Linked DNA regions of Oryctolagus cuniculus: region 1 is linked to region 2. A link is a contact called in public Hi-C data. All regions are on one chromosome and are shown on one strand. Each heading gives the region's core, a stretch centred on a gene start, on an enhancer-like site or on the middle of the called end of the contact. The rest is flanking DNA. Distances are from core to core; before and after follow the strand shown. Region 1 holds the start of ZEB2 (zinc finger E-box binding homeobox 2). Region 2 has its middle 1.4 Mb from the start of ZEB2.

Evidence for each region. A called contact is a pair of places that touch in the nucleus more often than the background predicts.
Region 1: a Hi-C map of skin fibroblasts shows a contact between it and region 2, with 5 times the contacts expected there. The contact joins the promoter of ZEB2 here to the enhancer-like site in region 2. A contact is called at or near these places in 3 of 6 Hi-C or Micro-C datasets (embryonic fibroblasts, skin fibroblasts and an unstated tissue).

The regions. Positions count from the first base shown.
Region 1 is chr3:97,909,257-97,914,643 of mOryCun1.1, reverse strand. It overlaps ZEB2 (zinc finger E-box binding homeobox 2), which reads right to left and starts at 3,429. Exons shown (of 9, transcript XM_070070969.1): 1 at 3,162-3,429; 2 at 382-523. The coding sequence starts at 454. It overlaps LOC108176842 (a long non-coding RNA gene), which reads left to right and starts at 1,604. Exons shown (of 3, transcript XR_011387303.1): 1 at 1,604-1,774; 2 at 3,182-3,332; 3 at 3,437-3,949.
Region 2 is chr3:96,553,240-96,558,473 of mOryCun1.1, reverse strand. No RefSeq gene overlaps it. Among named protein-coding and RNA genes, the nearest start is that of ZEB2, 1.4 Mb to the left of the region's middle. Within about 2 kb of position 2,578, at least 1 of the 8 cell types and tissues checked has an H3K27ac peak or open chromatin away from gene starts, as enhancers often do.

The sequences.
Region 1 (5,387 bases), core at 2,180-4,679, 1.4 Mb before region 2:
CACTCCCGCAGCCGGGCCGGGGACCCAGCGGGCCGGCCGAGCGCGAGCGGAGCGGGAGGCGGAGGCGGAGGGAGGGCGGAGGCGGGAGCGCGAAGGGGCGCGGGGCTGGGGGCGCGGGACTGCGGCCGGACCCCGGCGCTCGGAGCCCCCCGGGCGCCCGACGCTCACTTTGCCCCGCACTTCCCCAACTCCCCCCGGGTCCGGCCGCCGCGCGCGCGCGCCGGGCTCCGGCGCCGGCCGCGGAGGGAGGCTCGCCCGCGAGCCCCGGGCGCAGCCGCCGCCGCCGCCGCCGCCTCGGTTCCTTTTCCCTTTCCCCCTCCTTCTCCCTGGGTCTGGAGCCGCGGAGTGGCCCGGAAAAGTTTGGTTCGGGCCGCTTCTTACCGTTTTTCCTCCTGGGATTGGCTTGTTTGCGCCTCTTGCACCGGGGGCCATCCGCCATGATCGGCTGCTTCATTGATAAGAGCGGATCAGATGGCAGTTCGCATGGACTCGGCGCCCTGCTTCGGCAGCACGCAGGCTCGATCTAGCAACCAAACACAGCGACAATGTGGGCATCGCCCGCGCCCATTGAAACGCGCGCGGGCCGCCCCGGGGAGCCGGGCCAGGGCCCCGGCGAGCACCCATCCGCGCCCCCCAACGCCAAAGCGAAACTTCGGCGGCCCCCTCCCCGCCCCCCGCCCCCAGCCGTGGCCCTGCGGCGCTTTGTGTTTGTTACTGTTTGGTGTGTTGCACCCGCGAGGGGATCACAGAGACAAGAATTACATCTTCGAAATGAGTCATAACTCCTGACCGTATGAGGGAATGCACACGGCGGTACAGTAAGACTGCCCGACCCAGGGCTAGGCGGACCCTTTGCTCCGAAAAGTGCTCAGCCCGGCTCGGGAACTTGGGGTGAGGCGAGGCTTTCTTTCGCTCTCATCTTTCCTCATTCTCTCCCACCGCCACCACCACCACCGCCACCGCCGCCACCACCGCCACCGCCACCGCCACCGCCACCCCCCCGCCCCCCGCCGCCCCATTTCCCGAGAGGAAAGAAAGAAACAAACAAACAACGCGAAACAGCCCCTGGATGAAGAACACTCGGGCAAATTGATAATAGTAATTATAGGAAGCCCACTCGCCCCGCGCCCCCTCCCCTTCCCTCTCCTCTCAGAGTTCAGCGAGGCACCGTCTCTTCCTCCCCCAGCCCTCTGCCCCCAAATTAAGATTTCCCATTCTCCGCCGCAATAAGAAATATAATTATAAGCCTCTTTGGACACCGTCCCTCCCCCCCCCACCCCGCCACTTTGACAATATTTGCTTAAGTATTTGCCCCCACCTCACTCGCACACATACTCCCCCACGCTGGTTCCCATAAATAGTTCCAGCAGAAATGTTGCTTTTTCTCCCCCCCCCCCCCCCCCAAGAAAGGAAAGAGAAAGTCCAACCAGCACGGCAAGACTTTTAAGCTGTCCTAAATGATCGTATCCTTTCTGGCTTCGAAACTTTTGTACCTAAAAATCGAGAGAGGCGCTGCATGTTTTCAGCTGAAACTGTCAAAACTTGGAGAAAGGGGACTCGGAGGCAGGCAGCAGAGGAGGAGAATCCTGAAACTCGGTGGAGGTTGGGAAGATGCTGTGCCTCCAGGATTAGTTTAAACAGGGGGCTATAAAAGATGTAACAGATGCAAACTGTAACACAAGGGCCATTAACCCTTTCTCTGCCGAGCACACTCGGTCCCCACGCCCCGCACCTATTGTCTCCTGTGCGAGCAGCTTTGCGGAAAACCTGGAAAGTGAGTATCAGTTTCCACACGTTTGCTGAGAGGGGAGGGGGGGTGCGGAGAGAAGGGGAAGTGGATGTTTCAGAAAGCACCTTAAATTTACCTAAGCATATACAGTAGGAGACGTTTCATTGAAGTTTGACACATTTTATCATTTCTTGCCTGTCCTGTTGAGTTGAAATTGGGGTGAGGGTGGGGGAGAGGAATCCTGAAATAAAGAAATGGTCACACAAGTGTCTGGGACCAAGCAGCTGGCCTGTCTGTATTCATGCTGAGACTTACACGCGATTGAATATAAATACATGTTTAATAAAGTAAGTTGTTAGCTTTATGAGCATGGGTGTGTGAGGGAGAGACAGGGCATTTGTGCTATAAACTTTATCTTTGCCTGTTATTCCTAACTCTGGAGTTAGCAATCGTGCCCTCCTCATTACAGGAGGAGCATGTAAAATATATGAGAAGGTGGAAGATAAACACATTCATGTTCGCAGGGCTCACCACTCTTCCTGGGAACTCCTGCTATCTCTCCCTCGACTTTCCAGTGCCAAAGTGTAGAATGGGATATATGTGTGTATGTGTGTCTCCTATTAAATCTATGGCTATGAGACTTTGCCATTTAAAATACAATTTCAAAAGTTAGGCTTATTTAAAACCCAGATATCCTGAAGTACTTTTCTTCCCAGCTGTAGTGAGCCCCCCCCTTCCACTTTGGTAAAGGACTCAAGTTCCATGAGGACTTTCACTTCTTTATTTATTATCACAGAAGTGAGGTGTTACTTCACACACATACACACACACAGAATGAAATAAAGAAATGAAACTCGCTAAGCAGACAAAAACAGGCAACTTTCTGCTTAGAAAACAGCCTTCCCCGGTGGGAGAGGCAGCACTGCCATGTCTAACAGCAAGACTGGCCCCCGAAATTTGGTAGGTTTGCATCGATCAAGTTTTGTAATTATTAACAGGTATTTGCCAAGTTTTAATTACTGACTATAATGATTTGGAAGTAGATGCAAAAATACAGCAGAAGCTTTCCCTTGGACGAGTTTTTATTTCAGCCATACAGTTCCCCAAAAAAACTTTTCCTAGGCAGGGTAGCAAAAGGCACCTTTGGTTACCTGAATGGACAGGTACAGGGCAAATTATTTTGGGCGGGGGACAAAAAGGAGAGAAAAGGAAGGAGACTGAGCGAGAGTGTGAGAGAAAAAGCGAGGAAGCCACTCTTGGGAAAAGCACGCCATAAAAGACTTCACCCACCTGAAATTCCTACCCACAGACACCCCTCTCACTTCACACTCACATCCCCACTCAAAATGAGAGCATTAGAAAGGAGGATGGGTGACGAGCACACCAAAAAAAGGATAAAAAGAGGGGAAAAAAGGAGGGGAAAAAAACCTACCTGCGAAGTCTTGTTTGTAGTTTTGGCCAGAAATGGTGAGAAGAAAAAGCATGAAGAAGCCGCGAAGTGTGGGGGAGAAAAAGGTGGAAGCGAAGAAACAGCTCCCGGAGTAAACTGCACAAAACCTCGCCAAGAGTGTCGGGAGGCAGGACCGTTATTCCTGCGGAGCAGGTTAGAACTGATCTCTTTCGGCCACTCCAGGAAACACAAACCTGGGGACGGACTGACGTGTTACGCCTCTTCTAATGACATTTTTTTCTTTTTCTTTTCTGTAGGAGAGAGAGGAGAGACCCTGAAACACGCGCCACCTATCTTTGTGGGGAGGGATAATTGAAGCGCCCTGAGCGTGAGCATCATGTGAAAACGTGATCGCCAAGTTTCTCTCTGGGAAAGGATCTGGGATAGATTATACCTTGAAGTCTCCGCAAACGCTTTAGTGGAAGAAATGAAATTCCACCTCCCTCCCTTCCTCTCTCCCTCCCTCTCGCCTCCCTCCCTCCCTCCCTCCCTTCTCCACGCCCCCCCCCCCCCCCCCAGCCTTTGGCATCATTATCCTCATCACTAAATCCTACAGAGTACAGGGCGGAAAACGGTGCACACCATTCACAGAACTGGAGAACTCCGAGGGGCGAAAGTTAAAGGGAAAGATCCCGGGTCCTCAATCTATATTGCCTCTTCTTGTGCAGATAGCTTAAGTGACCAGATTTGAGATGCACATCTAATAGCATGAGTATCTTAGCACGGCTTTATCCTTTCTCTTAAATTAAAAAAAAAAAAAAAAAAAAAAAGCCAGAGCTAGGGGGAGAAATGCTGTATGTGAACTGAATCTTAGGGGGTGTGTGTGTGTATGTGTGTGTGTGATTGGGATTGGAACCCAATATTTAAAAGTAGTTTGGCATTTTAATGAAGGGTCTCTAAGTAAATTAACATAGAGCACTGGGTTGACTGATCTTTGAGTCTCTCTACATCTCACCGAGACCTTACTACAAAGTGAGAGAGTGTGTGTAGGGAGGAAGGAGGAAAAAGAGAAAGGCCATAGAGGAACTTAGCAGGGAAGGGAGAGCGGGATATTAAACGACATGGGGTCTGAGTTTTGGAGTACTTTTTTTTGATATTGCAATTAAAGTAAAATTAAAAAGAAAAGACTCCACCTTTGCTCTGAAGGGATTGGTTATGCAAATATGGAAGGGATTTCCTGGAGAATACAGCTTTCTACTGTATGGTTAATTAAATAATCACTCAAAAGCTTCCAACGTGACGCTTCTGTCGTAATCCAATCAGGTTACATAGGTCCTAAACAAGAAAGATATTTTCCACATCTGGAAGTCAGCAATTTAGCAAGTACTGCACATTATTAACCAATTCAGAGCCCACTTCCCAGGGGAATTTTTTTTTTGAAGTTTAAGTGTTCTTAACCAATGCTCTGCTGTTTTGTTCATCAAAAAGCTGGTTTACACTGCACATAATTGGAACTAATATAGAAGTAAATAAAGACAGCCAAATTTGAGGATGCTGCACACAAGCATTTATCGGAAAAGGAAGAAATCTCTTAGCCTCCGATGGTTCAGGCTCAATTTCTTAAAGTCCTGGGAGGCTTTTTTTTTTTTTTTTTTTTAAGAGTGAAAGTACTTTAGAACCTCAAAGCACAAATAAACTTCCAATCCCACATATTTTGGGCTTCCTTAGAAAAGTAAGGTGAAGGTGGGAAGAGCACACAGAGCTGTCTCACACCAATTTTTCCGCTGTTAATACTGTTCAATATGTTACAGCCCTCTGTTTTCAGTCTGATGAAATCTGAAACAAATAATACCCTGATCCAACACTAGACTTTTACTTATATTAAGATAAACTGCTTTGAACTGTGCTTTGAATGTGTGCCTAAAGCAAGACTTTGAATGCAAGAGTCACTAGCAATTGCACTCAAAAGAGGGAAAAGCCACCACATGGGTTGCCACATCCACACTCCCAGAGGTATTTTGTATGTTGTATGTTTTGTATTCCGTATATTTATTTATTGAGTGCGTGTGTGGGGTGTGTATGGGGAGGGGGGAGAGTAATAACCACCCAGCATGACCACAGTTAGAGCTTGTTCCAGGTTGCAAAAAAGTCAATTTTCTCAGGCTCACCTCTTTCCCAATTTGAGTCTATTACAAAGAGAATAGTTGGATAAATGAGTCTCTTCCCATCCCCATAACAGATAAAGTATTTCCTACAAAAGAGGAATAT
Region 2 (5,234 bases), core at 1,329-3,828:
TCTAATGCAGACCCTTGGGGTGAAGCAGGTGATACCTCAGTCAGTTGGTTCCCTTACACTTGCATGGGAGACGTGTATGGAATTCCATTCTCTTGGCTCCACTTGGCCAAGTTATAGTTGCTGTGAGCATTTGGGAAGTGAACCAGTAGGTGGAAGATCTCTCTCTTTCTCCCTCTCCCCGTTCTCTCTCTCTTAAATAAAAAAAAGTGAATAAATGGAAATATTAAAGAAATTTCTTCAGGTTGAGAAATTTTGTTCCTTGGCCAGGTAAATCAGGTCACCATTATAGTTACTGAGATCGCTTTAGTCCAGGTCTCCCGCTAGAGAGAAATAATTTATCCCTGTAGTGCACAAATCGCTTGTTATGTGTAATCAGTTTGACGGAAATATTTCCTTAGGTCGGACGTGGAATAGGCACTCCTTTTGTGATAGTTTCTTGGCAGAGGGAAACAACTTCAACAAACCAACCTTTTGCCTGTAACACTGCATACACATTTACCACCTCTAACCTTACTTCCAGGCCCGATGATGATAATAATTTTAAGGACTGGGAATTATAAAGCTTACTTGGCAGACTTTTCATATTGCAAGTGATAAATCAAACTTGGGGTGCTTGCCAGCAAAAAGTTATTTCTTATCTGAGAAAAGATATGCGGGTGGATCAGATACAGACAAAGCAATTTGGTTAAAATACATGATGGGTGCAATGGGTGGGCTCTGGTATTATTTTATGGCCTTCCTCATTTTGGTTTTTGGCTCACACACCTCGTCCACAAGCAGTGTCAGTTGGCTATTGCTTTTGAAACAGATTTTCTTACTTTTTTGTTCTTATTTTATGAAGAAACCTATGTTAACCCTTGACTAGTAGAAATAAGAGAAGTGTTTGCCAGGCATAGTCTCAGTCATCCCCCTCCCTTAGGGTATCTGCAGACACTTGCAAACATACAGCAGTGTTTTTCAGTCACCCTGATTTCCTAAGTGTGTAAATCCCCGTATCTTTTCCCCTTTACAGTGAGCTCTCATTTGGGTGCTAATCGTTTGCATTCTTAAATGCCACCTGTTGAAAATAAAAGTCTCATGACATTTGCAAATTTTGGTTCATCCTGGTTCAGCTTTACACAGCAGTCAAATTTCACAGTGCTTAGCAATTACTTTATTAGTTGCTCCACCCAACAACCATATGATGTCAGAAACTTCATCTCCTTCTCCGTCTTGACTTTCAGTCTCTCTCTCTCTCTCTCTCTCTCCCTCTTTCTCTCTCTCTCCCCCCCACAATGCACCATTTATTATTATCTAATTATCTACCAAATCTCTACATGTGGCTCAAAGTAGTCTATATCACTCACAATAGCTAGTATTTGAGAAGATAGTTGTTCTCTTTTCTCTGAGTTGACCAGAAAAGCTGAGACACAGAAGCACAGCCATTTGTCTTATTAGAGATTTGTTGTTTTAGAAACAACACATTACACCACAAGCCAGGAGGCTCCTAGTCCTAGCTGTGTGGCTTTTGGCATCTCACAGAATCGCTGCCAGCCTACATTTCTCCATTGGTTAAAATGAGGCGATTGAATGAGTTCCAGAGTGTCTCTCAGGGATATGGTCCCATTGTTAGGATGTAGCCAGGAACACATATGAGGTAAGGGAAAGATCTGTAGCAAGACACAGTTTGCCAGTCCCCAGGCACAGTGCCCCTCCTGCACATGACATGCTTTCTGATAATGAACCTAAGAGGAAGAGAAGCGGGGATGCATATTTCCCCAAAACCTGATTTGCATACAGAAGACGTACCTTTTACTGAAAAGTTTACTTTTAAAATATTTTTTGAGTTCTTCAAGATTGATTTTGTCCTGTTATCAGAGATTTCCTTTGTATGGTAATTTTCTCAACACAAAGCTTTAACGAGGAAATAAACAGCAGTGGTTGGTTTGCCTACCACAGGGTTTACGTGTTCAATTTCAGCCACAGCATTTACCAACAGCTCAGTGCATTGGATCGTTATGGGGAACCAGGGATTCTTGAAAGGGGCAGGGCAGGATGTCCCTTTCTACAGAGGATGAATGCTGTTTCAGGGGTTCTGGAGTTCTGATTTCAGTCAAGTTCCAGTGGCTTTCAACCACTTCTCTAAATCAGAATGAAGAAGCAGCTTCAGGGGTAGTGTGCATTTTACTGAAATGCACTCTGATTAGGCGTTGAAAGTGCATTTGCTGCGAATCCTTAAACTTTACAGTGCCATCAAAACTTACAGCAGACCCTGTACCCTGAGACAGGGCAGAATCCCCTGCCACACGCTCTCAGGTAGCAGGTGAAGGCACTTGCCTTTAATTACCGTGTGCTTTCCGCTCAGCTTCTCGGCCTCCTGGTCAGCTGCCCCTGAATCTTTGGCAAGGCAGGCCCTGTACAGAGCATGCTCCCCTCACAGGCATTGCGACAAGATTGTGTTTCGGTTCCAAAGGGTTAATCCCAAAGTGAATTCTTCACATGTGTAATTCAATACTTCATAACTGCTGAAAATTGGAGTCCACATAATTTATTTTCTTTGGTCGGGCACATTTGCCTCATGCTTGGCCGGGGCTGACTTCAGAGAGACACACCTAAAACTCTCAAGGGTCCCAAGTGGCCCATGTCAGTTGTACAGAGAGATTGTGGTACTTGGATAGAGCCCAAGGATTAGGTGTTCCTGAGAAGGCTTTTTTGGCTCTACAAAGCCTTAAGATGTCATGGGAATAGGCTGCACTCCCTTTTCCCCCATTGAAGGCCACATATCAACGGGGCATCTAACCACTCAGAGACAGGCTTTACACAAAGGTATACATTAAAATAAATAGAACATGCAACCAGAAAGAACCGAAAGAGGGAGGAATTGCTAAGTGGAGACAGGAAACAATTGCTTCATTGTCGAGGCAGTGATCTTAGAACCGCAGAGTGTAGCGCCATCTACAGGGCAATTTGTAAAGTGGGAGCTTCGGGCTGAAAACGCAGGACAAAACTTGACAAGCAATTTTCTCGCTGTGCAGGCTTCACCTAACTCATAAAAAAAAATCCTACTTTTTCACTGAAAAATGCTCGTCCCTCTGCTGAAAGGAATTGAGAGAATGAGACCGAGATAGAAAGGGAGATGGCAGTTTTTTTTAAGGGGGCTTTTATTCAGCTCCTTCTCTTACTTTGGCAGTAAATATTCTCATCCTCCCAATACTCATTTAATCTCTTTCTTCCCTTTTCAAGAACTTCCTCTCATTTGGTTTCCTCTCATTACTCCTCAGTTTGGGAGGGGGCATGTGTATTTGTACCATTCAAACAAAATAGAAGGCTGTGTTTGTTTGAACACCATTCTTGTACTTCCTGGCAAGCATTTGATTTTAAAGAAGGTTCAGGTTCTTAAGTTTAAAAGAGCTGAACAACTTGAAAGTAATAATTAAAGCCAACTCTGTATGCGCACATTTTCCTCCCCCCACCCTCTTTATTGTAAAAAACCTTGCTTGCCAATGGAGTGGCTGCTGTCTAATGCTATTTCAGCAGGAGACCTGGGTTTCAGGACAAGATCCAGGCCATAGGGGAGACTTGATGGCTCGGGGAATTAGTAATGGGATTTGGAGCCCTTCATTTCTAGGTCACTGGTTTGAATAGAACCCAGGTCAGTAATGACTGAAAGTTGTTACCACCCGACGCCTGCTCTTCCTGAACTGATCTGAGATTGCCCACCATTCCATCCCCCAGTGCCTGTGGCCCAGCTGCACTAATGGAATTCATTGACAACCTAGCTGTTATGACTTAGGACTCAATGTGAGGCAGCCCAGGCTCTGCTATGTGCAGAGGCAGGGTCCACACCCTGCTTCATCTGCCTTCTCATGGGAAAATGCAGAGGGAGAGGGAGAGAGAGAGGAAGAGCGAGCGAGGGAGAGAGCACTATTCTGCATTTCTGTTTACTCTGGGACATATTAATTTATCCCCACTCACCCTAAATCTCTTAAGCATTTTATCAGCAGTTGCTCAAAGGTAAAATCCATGGAGAAGTAACAGACCAGGCAACAGAAGGCCAAGTGTTCAAATACTGGATTCCAAGTGAACATATTCTAAGACGATTGATTTAAAAGATACGAATTAGGAGAAACTGTTTTCTCCTTTAAATTTCTAGTGCTGGGTAATCATGGTCCTTTGAAAGTTTGCTGAATACTAAATTGGTGCTACTAAGGTTTGGGGAGAAGGCAGACACTTTCAGAGGTTACGTTAGTAGAAGTTTTGAAAAAATAATTCCTGCTTTATTTCTTTTCTTTGTTTTATAAGAAAATTGCTTGCTGCAAGAAGATGGAGATAGTACAGTGGAAACGGTAGATACTCAAGGGCAGTGCAGTACATCTGCATTCTCTGTTACTGCCTGCAGCCAGAGCCCAGTCTCTATTCTCTGAGTCGGACCTGAGATGGAGCTGCCGTTAAAGAGAGGCAGGAACCGGCCTCCCCATGGGGATGAGACTGCTTCAGAAAGGAGCCGAAGTCTTTCACAGGGCTGCCTGTCAGTCCCTGGGCTCCAGGGCAGCAGCCCACATATGCCTGGCTCTCAGTCTTTCCAGGGGTACCACATTCTTTCCCTGGGGAAAGGGGAAGCCAGCCTCTGAGAAAGAACTGTGTGTTTATAACCAATTAAGAAATTACAATTATATAGAGGCCCATTTATATTAAGTTTATATTTAGATTTCCTTTTCAGACAAGTGGGTTTTTAATGGCATTGATTTTTAGTGATAAATCAATTACAGGTGCTTACCACATTGCTAAGATAAAGGATGAGAAGTTCCAGCGAGAGAACTAGGTAAAGGAGGCCAAATGGAAAATAGCTCTCTGCTCCCATTTGGTTCTGATTTACTACTTCTATCTCTACTTTTGTTCCTCTTAGATATCCTTGTGTTTTGTTTGCATTTTTGTTGTGTTCGTCTTGCTTCCAAGACTATCTGTCTGATTTTATTCTTTTATTTTCTCATTTTGTTTAGGAAACGCAGTCTTCTAATTTTTGCTAGGAATGTGGCAAAGCACTATGGCTAATGGAAGGACTTTATGACCCAGTTCTGACCTTTCAGCCAGGACATCAAGCTCCACCCCAAACTCGGATGGCCATGAGACATTAATGTTGGTTTCCCTGAGGGTTCAAGTGAGTCCCTTAGCACTGTCCCCACTTCTAACCTTTTTTGCTTCAGTACATCTTTGTGTACCATCCATTTTCTTTCTTTTCTTAGAAGAATCCTCTT